Linked DNA regions of Mus musculus: region 2 is linked to region 1. A link is a contact called in public promoter capture Hi-C data. All regions are on one chromosome and are shown on one strand. Each heading gives the region's core, a stretch centred on a gene start, on an enhancer-like site or on the middle of the called end of the contact. The rest is flanking DNA. Distances are from core to core; before and after follow the strand shown. Region 1 has its middle 33 kb from the start of Chga. Region 2 overlaps Itpk1 (inositol 1,3,4-triphosphate 5/6 kinase).

The links. Promoter capture Hi-C pulls out the DNA fragments that hold promoters and counts their contacts.
Region 2: a contact with region 1 is called in a promoter capture Hi-C map of liver. The contact joins two enhancer-like sites. A contact is called at or near these places in 8 of 39 promoter capture datasets (the 3T3-L1 cell line, the C10 cell line, the HPC-7 cell line and 3 more), 4 of 484 Hi-C or Micro-C datasets (the G1E-ER4 cell line, bone marrow-derived macrophages, embryonic fibroblasts and 1 more), 4 of 115 datasets of contacts at active chromatin or transcription factors (bone marrow-derived macrophages and embryonic stem cells) and 3 of 9 other capture datasets (embryonic stem cells, embryonic trunk and liver).

The regions. Positions count from the first base shown.
Region 1 is chr12:102,520,823-102,523,522 of GRCm38.p6, reverse strand. No RefSeq gene overlaps it. Among named protein-coding and RNA genes, the nearest start is that of Chga, 33 kb to the left of the region's middle. Within about 2 kb of position 1,287, at least 24 of the 459 cell types and tissues checked have an H3K27ac peak or open chromatin away from gene starts, as enhancers often do. A contact at or near this core is called in liver, where this site is marked.
Region 2 is chr12:102,680,587-102,683,286 of GRCm38.p6, reverse strand. The region is part of intron 1 of Itpk1 (inositol 1,3,4-triphosphate 5/6 kinase); the gene reads left to right. Among named protein-coding and RNA genes, the nearest start is that of Mir1936, 3.1 kb to the left of the region's middle. Within about 2 kb of position 1,401, at least 20 of the 459 cell types and tissues checked have an H3K27ac peak or open chromatin away from gene starts, as enhancers often do. A contact at or near this core is called in liver, where this site is marked.

The sequences.
Region 1 (2,700 bases), core at 38-2,537:
AGTTGGGAGCACTGACTGCTCTTCCAAAGGACTGGGGTTCAATTCCAATCACCCATATGGCAGCTCACAACTGTTTGTAACTCCAGTTGCAGGGGAACCAATATCCTCTCACAGACATATATGCCGACAAAGTAGCAATGTACATAAATTTAAATGAAAAAGAAAGTTCTATCATGAGAAAAAAATCTTTGCTAGGCAGGCATCTGACTGAGGATTAATATCTAAAATATACAAAGAGCCAAAAGAAAGAAAGGAAGGAAGGAAGGAAAGGAAAGGGAAGAAAGAAACATTTGCTATCTGTAGGAGAGCTATGATGTTAAAACATACAAGTGCTTTTGTAGGTATAGACTACAGTATAAAGCACATGACACATAAAACGTATCCCATAGCCAGGCGGTGGTGGCGCACGCTTTTAATCCCAGCACTTGGGAGGCAGAGGCAGGCGGATTTCTGAGTTTGAGGCCAGCCTGGTCTACATAGTGAGTTCCAGGACAGCCAGGGCTACACAGAGAAACCCTGTCTCAAAAAAAAAAAAAAAAAAAAAAAAAAAGTATCCCATAATAACCTGAAAAAGGGGTGGGACTGGTGCTGTGGATGAGACCAGAACTTCTTATGATAACTATGTAGGGATTTTTAAAGTCTATTTTCCACTAACTTTACGTATTTAACTGTAGTTTATAGTTTGTACATTAAAATATTTATTGACTTTTTTGTGCATATGGGTGTTTTGTCTGTACGTGTGTCTGTGCACCGTGCGCATGCCTGGTACCCACAGAAGCCAGAGGAGGGTGTCACCTCAGGAACTGAAGTTACAGATGGTTATGAGCTGTTGTGTAGGTGCTGGGAGTTGAGGCCCAGTCTGTGGAAAAGCAGCCAATGCTCTTCACCACTGGGCACTGAGCTGTCTCTTCAGCCCCTGTGAACTTAATATTTATCCCAACAGAAATGAGGAGGAAATGTGGTACAAAAGAGCCAAGTTAAACAGAGAATTTCATTTTTCTTATCTTTTCCTTTTTATGACTCCTGGAAAGAGTGATAACTAATTCAATAAAAACCTGTATACAACGTAGCAATAGGACAGTGACAGTGTGTTCTGGTGGCCCTGGCAGAGCTCATACTTGCCCGTGGCTTTGAGGGCATTGATTCAGCATTTTCTCTCCCTCTGAAGAGAAGTCTCCCCACAGCCCTGCTAAAGGGACTAGCCTGTCCCTGCAGGCACTATGGGAACTTTCCTATGTTCCACAGTCCTCCCCCAGGATAGATCAGGCCTGGGACACCAGACGTGGCTGCCGCAGACACTGATCAATAGCAACCTCGGGGCTGCTGACCACTCTGACACTCAGCAGGTGGCCTCTTGGAAACAGAACCGGGCTGGCAGAATGTCAGATCCTGCAGGAAATATTGAACCCAAACAGGAATCACTGGCTTGTGCTCTGCGGGGCTTGGAAGGACAGGTGGGGTGTATTGGCTTGAAGCAGACAACTGTGATATTTCAAAACCCTGGCAAGAGGCTGACCTGAGGGGCCAGGGCCAGGGCAGCGGTCGTCCCCCTCTTCAGGCTTTGAGGGCTGTTTATACAAGTCAAGTCCGAGTACTAACGAGTACTAATGTGCTGGGTGAAAGCCAGGAGGGAAAAGGAGAGCGGACACAGTGGGCCGTGTGCAAAGGAAACCAGCCGGCAGTGTGTAAAGAATACCTAATGGAACTATGCAGAAGAGGGACGGGGAGGGGGGATTTAGCTAGTGGACTGCTTGCTAGTACTGGGCTCAGCCTGCAGCATGGGGCAAGGTCAAATCAGAAGAAATATTTAGCTTTGCCAGAAATGAAACCAAGATCCATCTTGGGTCTTTCAAGTTGGAAAATGCATTAAACCTAGGTGAGGGTAAAACAAAGGGCCTCCTTGGTCAGTTTTGGATTGTGGGTTATGATCAAGGCTAAGTCCCTGATTGTTGTTGTAGTTGTACAATGGTTATGTAAGAGGTCATTAGGAAATTGTGCCTTGAACTCGTGCAGGGTAAAGGATTATGATGGCTACCTACCATCTACCTGGGAGAGGGGCTGAAGGAGAAGCAGGTGAGTGGTCGTTGTGTGCTGCTCCCACGCACTGCTCTTGAGAGTGTTTTGTAAATCTCAAATCATATCTGTAATGCCAGGCATGGAGGCACACACATTTAATCCCAGCACTCAGGAGGCAGAGAGGAGTGGATCTCTGTGAGTTCCAGGCCAGTCTGATCTACAGAGTGTGTTCCAAGCCAGTCACGGCAACATAGTGAAAGCCTGTCTCAAAAGAGAAGTGTGTAGTTTATGTCTGTAAATTTTAAATTATACATCAAATTATATGAAGTTTAAATTTTTCATTTTTAAAGCAGTTTTTATTTTCAAAGATCTTATCATTGAGTTGGGAGACAGCTCAGCTTGTGAAGTGCTTGCCTGAGGTTGGCTTAGTGGTTAAGAGCGTTTGCTTCTCTTGCAAGGACTCAAGTTCAGTTCCCAGAGCCCAAGTGGTGAGACCCTGTTTCAAAAAACAAAGTGGGAGTCAGGCAGTGATGGCTCACACCTTTAACCCCAGGACTCAGGAAGCAGAGGCTGGCAGATCTCTGAGTGTGAGGCCAGCCTGGTCTAGAGAGTGAGTTCCATAGAAGCCAAAACTGTACAGAGAAACCTCAAATCAAACCAAACCAAACCAAACCAAACCACCCC
Region 2 (2,700 bases), core at 152-2,651, 160 kb before region 1:
ACAGGAGGTAAGTTTGGGGAGGAGTCGTTCAGCACATGAACAGTGCCTGGCACTCACAGGCCCCTCCAGCTTCACCTCCTCCTCGGCCCCTCCCTCCTCTGGCTTCGGGAAGAAGGCTGGGTGGGTACGAGCCTGCCCAGCTGCTGCAGGTGTTGGCCTACCATCTGCTTGGGTCATATCCAGGCCTTCAAAATCTCTGGAAACTGGAGGGTCTCGAGTCTCAGATCAAGTTGCTGCCTGTTGAGACAAGGGGCTCAGTGCATTTGGGACAGGGACTAGGGCCAGGTCACTAAACCCCCAGGCCTATAAATGGCGAGCTTGACTGGCCCTGGCAGGGCCCTGATATGCCTGGGTGCTGGCCCAGTTTTAGGTTCCAACTGGCTCCATGCTTGGAGAGTCTGTTACTACACAGTGTTGGCAGAATCCGGGATGGGACCTGCCTCAGAGCAGGGAGTCCTGGGGTTGGACATGGCTTTCCTTGATCTCAATATGAACTTGGAGGTGGGGGTGGGTGTCAAGATTATTACCCCTTTCCCTAGTTCAAAGCCAAGGTATGAGGCCTGGGTTCTTATCTTAGGTCTCTGAGGTCCAGGACCAGTCCAGGCCGCTTCCCAGGCCCCCTGTTCTCATCAAGGACCCCAGTGGGAATGTCTGGTACGGCTCACTGACTCGGTAGGTGAGTGGTGCCACGTGAACTCCGCCTTTGGCCATCCAGCTTCCCCTTGAATTCCTGGGCAGGTTTTCCTTTGCCCCTTCTCTACCCTGGGAACTTTGAGGAAGTGTCCCGTGTCACAGGGTGGCAACACCGCTGAATCTTTGGTGCTGTAGCCGACAGAACAAGGAGCCTACCAGAGATGGCCAGGTCTTTGTGTTCAGACTCTGTGACCCAGCTGCCTTGCATGGTCAGAGGGCACAGTGCCACAACAGGGGTGATCCCGAGACAGGGAAATTGCCCTGGATTAGCTGGGTGGACCCAGGGCTGTCACAAAGGTCCTGATAAGATGAGGAGGGAGTGCCAAAGAGAGGAGATGAGGCTAGTCAGCGATGTGGCTGGGGGCCAAAGAGTGTGACAGTTTCCAGAACTGGAGAGGCCAGGCCAGAGTGCAGTCCTCCCACCCTGAGAAGGAAGAACAGGCCGACCCACACCATGGAAGGTTCTCTGTTGCTTTTAGTTGTCCTCTGTGGATCCAGTGTGTTTCATTTGTTACGGAAGCCATAGGCTACAAATACAGTACTCATTTACAATGACCATCTCCATCCGGCTGTAGGGTGAGACTGCAACCTCAGAGAGCAGTTTTGGGTCAAGGTCGGAACTCTCTCTGGCCACGTGGATATCAGAGCCAGGCTTCTTGGCTTTCTACCCCATGGCAGACCAGTGGATAAAGGGTAAAGTCACTGCCTGCACCTTGGGACCAAGGTTTGGGCAGTGTGTAGACAATCCTCTGAGGCAGGCAGGGCCAACTCTGCCTCTTGCTCTGTCATGAACCCTCAGGCGCCTCCTGCTGGTGAGGGTGGTGAGGATGTTGGCTGAACTTGGGACCCCATGGCACACCCGCCAGCCAGCTCATGGTTTATACCCCTCCGCCTCTCATGGGACTGTTTACATCGAACCTGTGGCTTAGGGGCTCCCCTGTGCCAGGGTTCCACAGAGAAGCCCAACATCTGACGGTGACAGTCAGGTGAGGGAAATCTATGTCCAAGAGTCCCTGTAAGGTGTGTGGCTTCAGAATCCCCAGGCGCTCCTGGGACCAGGAAGGAGTTTATAGTTGGAGAGGTGCGTTGGCCGCTCAGGAGACAGCTCAGTCACTGGTGTGTAGCCTTTCTGAGTGTGAGTACTCTGCATGCTTGCTGTCTATGTGCAGGGCTGCTTCTGTAAACAGTGGGTGTTGGAAAATCGTGAACCATGGACAATAGAATTCTTCCTCTCAGAGTTCCAGAGCCTCCCTGCTCAAAGCTTACCTTACTCTCCAGGTCAGGATTGTTCTTGCATTCCTGGGGCTCAGAGTACTGCATCCAGGAAGCAGGCTACACTGTGGGTCTCAGTAAGGTCTACTGGTAGCTAGGTTGACAGAAGCCTTCTGTTAGGTCTCCTCATCCTTGGTTTCCCTCCAGTTGAGGGCCCAAAAGATCTCAAGGTGAGATTGCTCTACAGAGTTTAGGTGTGTCAGAGAAGGATAGACCTGAGGCCTTTCTGGCTGGCTGGAACCTATCCTGGAAGGCCCTGTGGCTCCCCCCACCCCCGTTGTGATTCCGCTCTGAAGACCAAAGAGTAGGCTGCATGGGCAGTGCATCCCAGATGCTTGCCACTCCTGGAAGCTGGGTGAGTGAGTCATCTGCTCTGCCAGCGTAGGGTCACCGGAAGAGCCACTTCCGGGCCCCACCGGCTTGTTGGGGTCTTAGGGTTTGATGAGTCAGGTTGCTTCATCTGTGCTGAGACCCACACTCGGGCCTGATTGCCTCCCTTGGATGGGGCACACGGTATGGGCAGGGTCTTCAGGTGGCTGACTTTCAATTAAGGGAATGAACCTCCATCCCATTAAAAAAAAGACACATGGCAGCTTCCAGTTTATCTGGTTCTTTTTCTGCTGCTGTCCAAACAATTCATATGTTTGTGCTGGCTTTAAAATTCTGTTCATATGTTGTCTTTATATCAGGCCATTTCAGTTCCTGGCACTGTTAAACAGGAGGGAAATCCAAATC